Regions from separate parts of the Xenopus tropicalis genome. Here region 2 is linked to region 1. Evidence: chromatin contacts called from public Hi-C data. All regions are on one chromosome and are shown on one strand. Each heading gives the region's core, a stretch centred on a gene start, on an enhancer-like site or on the middle of the called end of the contact. The rest is flanking DNA. Distances are from core to core; before and after follow the strand shown.

The links. A called contact is a pair of places that touch in the nucleus more often than the background predicts.
Region 2: a contact with region 1 is called in a Hi-C map of gastrula embryo, with 2.2 times the contacts expected there. The contact joins two enhancer-like sites. A contact is called at or near these places in 2 of 5 Hi-C or Micro-C datasets (gastrula embryo and neurula embryo).

What each region holds. Positions count from the first base shown.
Region 1 is chr8:103,238,770-103,242,434 of UCB_Xtro_10.0, forward strand. No RefSeq gene overlaps it. Among named protein-coding and RNA genes, the nearest start is that of dact1, 84 kb to the right of the region's middle. Within about 2 kb of position 1,817, at least 3 of the 11 cell types and tissues checked have an H3K27ac peak or open chromatin away from gene starts, as enhancers often do. A contact at or near this core is called in gastrula embryo and neurula embryo, where this site is marked.
Region 2 is chr8:103,388,961-103,392,379 of UCB_Xtro_10.0, forward strand. No RefSeq gene overlaps it. Among named protein-coding and RNA genes, the nearest start is that of dact1, 66 kb to the left of the region's middle. Within about 2 kb of position 1,636, at least 4 of the 11 cell types and tissues checked have an H3K27ac peak or open chromatin away from gene starts, as enhancers often do. A contact at or near this core is called in gastrula embryo and neurula embryo, where this site is marked.

The DNA of each region.
Region 1 (3,665 bases), core at 567-3,066:
TACTACTCTTTCCCTAACTGGCCACAACTTTCCCTATTACCTACCATACACATAAATACCTTTACAGCATTAGAAAGGGCATGGGTTACTGTATGTAACTAGAGAAATGATCAGTTGAAGAGGCTGGTTATTGAATACTCCAACTATAGCTTTAGCTTGTATTTGCTGACATACTGTACTGTATAGCTGTGCCAACATAGGCATTGCCATATACTAACCAAAACCGTGCAGGTTCATTTTTGTCTAATGTGACTTTTCAATTATATATTGTTTTTTTTTTTAAAAATAAGATATCATAGGTAAAAAGTCTGCATATAAATTGTTAATATAAGTAGTGATGCTAAAACAAGAATATTTCTTTAAGAATAAATGAGTAGAATGACTCTACAGCTCAAATTCTTGGGTTTGGTTAAGAGCCCTAAAAAGAATAAAGCTTGGACACACGCTGAGCACCAGGTGCAGCACTGAAAGAGACAAATTTTTCTTTGATTCTTTTTAAAATGTATTTTTATACTTTTCCATAAATGTTCCCAATAGGAGGCACGTTTGAACAGATTCTTAAAATACTATACAGCGCTCTGCCAAATGCTGGAAACAGAAAGGAATATCTAGACCAAATGCTACATACTTTTGCTATCAGAACAGCTCAAACTGCCAGCAGTCTGTTTCATATTTAACCACCGCTTGCTTTCTACATATGGTTGCAACCAATTAGCAAATTGAGAATTACCCACAGCATTCACTGGATATTTTCCTTCCTTTCTGCATATTGAAAACAATAGGCTGTGCTTTTTGGGAAGACAAGGGAAAATGGAATGTCACAGTTTACGTACATGTATAGTATTTATATATTTGGCATGATGGTGATGGAAGTGGTGGTGAAGGGTGGCTATGAGTATGAGCTTGCCAGGTAACATTGCCTTAGGCAGCAAGCAACACTACTTGGACTGACTCTGGCCTTTTGATTCCATTTTTATTCTAAAACCCTTGTTTGTTCAATAATCATAAGACCCTATTTATTATATAATAATGTAAATGCTATGTAAGTTTAATATATAAATGGTGATCACTAATAGTGATTTTTTCCTAAAAACAGAAGACACCAGATTTATCTAATATCGCCTCCTTGAAAGGAACAAACCTTTGTTTGTTAAATTATGTTCAGACCCCTGTGTGTTAGAAATGAATGTAAAGTGCTATGTAACTTTACTATATATATGATAATGGTGATGTTCACCAAAGTGTATTGTGATCATGTGACCCTGCCTATTCAAACTTAAGATGGCCATACATGTTAAGATTTGCTTGTTTGGCGAGGCCACCAAATGAGCGGATTGGAGGACTGCATCAATGAGCCAAAGCAGTCCCACCTTTACTTGCACATAGGGTGTTCCATGCCTCTGTTTACTTTACTTATACTAAGGATTAAAAGATACTATTGCATTTCTGTTTTAACTCACTATTGCCTATTTGTTTCAACTAAGGATAATTTAAACACATTTGCTAGATTCTTGTGGATAGTAATTCTGCCTAAAAACAGAAGACGCCAGATTTATCTGATATCACATCCTTGAAAGGAACAAATGCTTTGCCATTTCTTTTGGAGTGTTACTGTGTCTAAGGGCCTGTTTATTTTAAGGGGACTTGTCTGTGTAACAAGGATTGTCAGAGTTAGCTGTGATAAGCCTTTGAGTTTAAACTACAGAGCAGAGAGCTGTAATTAAAGCTTTCTCTGTTTTTCCAGGTGACCTGCATGAAGGCAAATCCAAAGTTTCACACTCTGGGCTTAAGTCTAAAAACAAAACCATTGTTAATGATTTCAAAAGCCCCAAGCAGCCCCTCTAACCTCAATGCTTCAGTGTGTCTCTGCTCTCCCCCCACCCTCTAGAGTAGGCATTGGAAGTGGTGTGTTCTCTGCAGCTGTATAAGCTTGTAGGGGACAAAATACTGAGAAAAGGGACAGACAAGGGAGAGACAAGTAGAAAAGCTAGGTCCCAGAATGTCTGATAGACTGAAAAGAAAAAAGTATATCAAGCAATTTAGGAAGATGCTTCAATAACCAAGGAAGACAATGATGGTGGAATGCATTATAATCTTAAGTGGGAAAAGTGAATGCTGCTTTAGTGCAAGTACTCAGATATTGCCAGAGAAGAAAGGAAAGAGTAGTATCTCTGTCCCCAGAAGAATGGGTTTGGGATACAGACTTTTCAGCAGCTGGGAAGCCTGATCTTCAGAAAGGTTGCAGATATTTGCTAACAATTAAGGTCCCCATACATGGGCAGATCCTACGGGTGGGCGATATTGGGAGAATCCAGGGTAATTCGATCGTTTGGCCCTGGGGCCAAACGATCGAATTATAATGAAGGGCATAGGCAAAGTTGATCCGCGGACCGCATCAATGAGCTGATGCGGTCCCCGATATGACTAGATTTTCTAACCTGCCCGATCGATATCTGGCTGATTTCAGGCCAGATATCGGTCGGGCAGGCCCGTCGGGAGTGCCCATACACGGCCCGATTAGCTGCTGAATCAGTCTAAGGGACCGATATCGGCAGTTAGAATCGGCTCCTGTATGGGGACCTTTAGATACAATGGGAGCAGATGAGACATTTGATGTTCACTGTGGACTTCAGCTAGAGGGGTTTTCCACCCAGCCAGATTAATATCTGTCTGAGCCTCAGTCAGACATTTATTAGAGAGGGTGTTATTTTGGGTATTGGCCCATATTTAGGCACCTTAAGGATCTTTGGACCTTTCAGAAGGAACACAAAAGGAGTAACTGAAAGCTTGCAACATAACTAAATGCCTCCACTTATCATGAACTCTTTACAACTATTTATTTTACCAAAGGGGTACTTTCTTGCATTGGAAGGTATTTGAAGGCAATACATAAATAATTTTGTCAATGTTTACTGAAATAAAAAAGCAGGGAATGTTTGCTTTAAAGCCAGTGATTGATGGGACAGTCAGACAAGATGGTTAAAATAATAAAAGTAGTAAGTTCAGCTACAATATTTTACTAATAGCGCCTCACCAAACTCTGTCGACCCCAGTCCCCACCAAAGTTACAGCTAAGTTTTAAATGAGGTCGTTTTAATCCCTCTTATGAATATTGTGGGAGATATCGTGCAGAACAAGAAGATCCATTTGGGACACAGACATATGTCCATTCACCATGGAAAACTATGTACAAAAACATCAAACTAAAGGTCACAACCAGGGTTGCCACCTTTTAAAATAAGACTTACTGGGCACAACCAGGTGTTAGGGAGTGGATCAATTACATTAGCAAGCAGAATGATGATGTATGTAGGCAGACCCTTAACATAAGTGGGTTTGTTGCTAACAGATTCTCCATCGAACAGCAGAGAAAAGTAATGAAGTGGATCAGTGATTAAATGGTTGGACCAGGGGCAGAACAAAAGGATATTACAAATTTACTGGCAACTACTTTACCAGTATATTGTAACAATGGCTCGGGCTTTTGCAGGGTCCAGGTGGCAACCCTAGTCACAACATAAACATGTACAGCGCTGCGTACATAAGTAGCGTTTTATAAATAAAGATATACATACATACATACAAAATACAATAGATGCTATTAAAGGGCAGTTTAAAAAAAACTGATTGTATGTGTGTTTAGTTCACAAAATCTTAAATGTATA
Region 2 (3,419 bases), core at 386-2,885, 150 kb after region 1:
TTCATTCTATGATTCTGTCAGTACATAAAATCACATTTTTTTTTCTTTTTATTGCGGTAATTTACAGTTGCAGAGAAAGTAGGACTTGGCAGAAAACAACCCGGCAGGGACATACAGTAACTACAGACTTCTGGATAGTATCAGAGTGACTGACTGCCAATTCTTTGTTCGCCTTGACCCACTATTTTATTAATGAATAGTAAATTTGCCAATCCAAGGAAAAATTCACAAATGGCAACATTTTGCTGAAATTTCACGAATGCAATGGAGTTTTTTGCCATTTTTTTCTGCATTGGATTTAACAGATGTTTTCTCTTGAATTTTTTTCTCCAGCCAACTACTGTACATTGGTGCGGATGGCATCTTTTGCATTGAAGTTTTATTCTGCACCAAATGCTAATTTGCATAAGTGCAGTTGCCAATAGCAACCAGGCAGCATGACCTTTAAACTGTCTACTACTGATTACAACTTCTTAATACATATCCCATATGAATTAGGAATCCAGAAAGATTCTGCATGCCTTTTGGAAAAAGGAAAAGAAAATAATATAGATCTAATTGGTTGCTATCGGTATGGACACTGGTGCAATTTAGTACAGGTATAGGACCCGTTATCCAGAATGCTCGGGACCAAGGGTATTCCGGATAAGGGGTCTTTCCGTAATTTGGATCTTCATACCTTAAGTCTACTAAAAAATCAATAAAACAGTAATTAAATCCAATAGGATTGTTTTGCACCCAGTAAGGATTCATTATATCTTTGTTGTGATCAAATACAAGGTACAGTTTTATTTTTACAGAGAAAAAGAAAATCAATTTTAAAAATCTGAATTACTTGATTAAAATGGAGTCTATGGGAGACAGGCTTTCCGTAATTCGGAGCTTTCTGGATAATGGGTTTCCAGATAAGGGGTCCAATACCTGTGTATGTGTTAGTAAATTAGCCCCTGTTGTTCATAAAGTAACAAAATGTAGAATTTGTACTCAACAACAAGCTTGCTCTGTCTGTCTTAGTTTATCTGAAATTCAAAGCACAAATGACTCTAAAGTCCAAGTGGGACACATGAGTTGAACATTAATACAAATAGGCTGTAGGTTTCAGTCACTATGTCCCCTTAGACTATGTTGTTACTGCCAATAAACATGTCGGGGTCTTGTACCCCTTGGTCAAATATAAGTGAACAAGTATTTGTAAGAATAGGGTGGTCAAAAGGTTACCCATTGTCATTGAAAATAACTTGCTGTTATATTGTCTGGGGGAAGAATGAACCCTGAGCACTCAGCAGGCAGCCTTAACCATTTGCACTCCAGAGCAGCCTTTTTGCACCCAGGCAAAGGAATCACGTGACCAGTTTAAAGGGATAGGATTAGGCTACTGGCAGATTGAATAGGATGAGTGTGTAACCTAACTCAAAGAAATATAAATGCACAATAACTGTGTAAATTCAGGAGTACATTTAACTACATAATCAGTTTTCAGGTTTTTTTGTTTTTTTTTTAAATATGATCTTAAAAGCAATTTAAAATAGTTTGTTCATACTTAGCACACACACACACACATATATATATGTGTATGAGTATCCCAGTCTTTGAATTGTATGCCCCCAATGGTGCTCCTAGGGTTTCTCTGCAGGTCAGAATATGACCCCTGGTGGACAAGCCCTGACTAGCAATGTGTAGATTCTAGCATGTGCCAGAGGGGCTGATGTAAAAATGCCATAGACCAGTGATTCCCGACCAGTGGCTCGGGGGCAACATGTTGCTCACTAACCCCTTGGATGTTGCTCCCAGTGGCCTCAAAGCAGGTGCTTATTTTTTAATTCTTGGCTTGGAGTTTTGGTTGCATAAAAACCAGTGTACTGCCAAGCAGAGCCTGCTGTAGGCTGCCAGTCCATATAGGGGCTTCCAAACAGTCAATCACAGTCCACATTTAGCACCCCCAGGAATCTTTTTTTTATGCTTGCCTTGCTACCCAACTATTTTTACATTTGAATGTGTCTCAAGGGTAAAAAAGGTTGGGGACCTCTGCCATAGACAGTCACTATTTATTGGATCTATTGGGGGCAGTTTAGACATCTGTGTATGTGAAATAATTTATAAAAATTAGAATTACTTCCTTATAATGAAGTCTATGGGCGATGGCCTTTCCGTAATTTGGAACTTTCTGAATAACGGGTTTCCGGATAAGGGATCCCATAGCTGTAGCAAGGTGGCTCGGTGCGTAGCATTTCTGCCTTGCAGCGCTGGGGTCCTGAATCCAATACTGGCCAGGGCGCTATCTGCCAGGAGTTTGTATGTTCTCCTCATGTCTGCGTGGGTTTCCTCCGAGCACTCTGGTTTCCTCCAACACTCCAAAAATATAAAGGCAGGTTAACTGACTTCTGACTAAATTGACCACAGTGTGTGTGAATGTAATAGGGACCTTAGATTGTAAGCTTCTCTGGGACAGGGACTGAATGATCTCTGTAAAGTGCTGTGAAAACATGTTGGCGCTATATAAATAACAGGAAATACATAAAATCTGGAAAACCCCAGATCACAAGCATTCCAGATAATAGATTCTATACATGTGCTGCTAAAGTGAAGTTACACAGTCCTTTTGAGCAATTTACCCAACCGTTAAGGGCAACAATACAATGTATGTCATTTACTTGGCGCTGACTAGTTTATATGTGACTTTATTTTTCATTATTCATCTGAACACCACTATTATATTTGTTCCTGTTAATGGTTTCCTACTATGTCTCTATATGATATCATGGTAATGCTCTAGGCAGGACAACTGCTTAAGCCCAGACATCATGGGCCTGGAGCGAAACTAGCCAACATGAAGGAAAAAGTGCCTGCTTATGTTTTGTCTGTTCCCCAATTAATCTGGCCATTGAGCATCTGCAGTCACTACACTAATCACAAAGCACTGGCTTGAGGTACAATTAACCAGTTGAATAGCTCAGTAACAGGAAATGAAGTCAATTTCCATAGAACTACACAGAAATCTTATGTACTATTTTGACAAAGTTGGAAACAGTTGAAACATGGACCATGGGGGAGAGTTGACTCAATGAAGAAAAATGATTATGAGAGATGCAGGTTTTTAATCCTTGACCTGTAACAGAAATCTTTAATCTGTGGCCCCCACAGCTGCTTCTCAAAATCACTGCCTCCCAGCACCCCCCCAACAGCTGAATGCACTTATTTATTCTGCTGCCACTATCTTCAGGCAAAGCATTCTGGGGCATATACAGCTGCAAGTCAGTCTTTAAATGTGTGATAAATGATACAGAATGGTAAATTGAAAAAAAAAAAAATACACCAAGCTTAGGGTATGATGAGAAAAATGTGTTCTGTGTATTTTGCTAAAGATTTCTACATTAAAGGAATACTGTCATGGGAAAACATTGTTAATAGAGCTGCTCCAG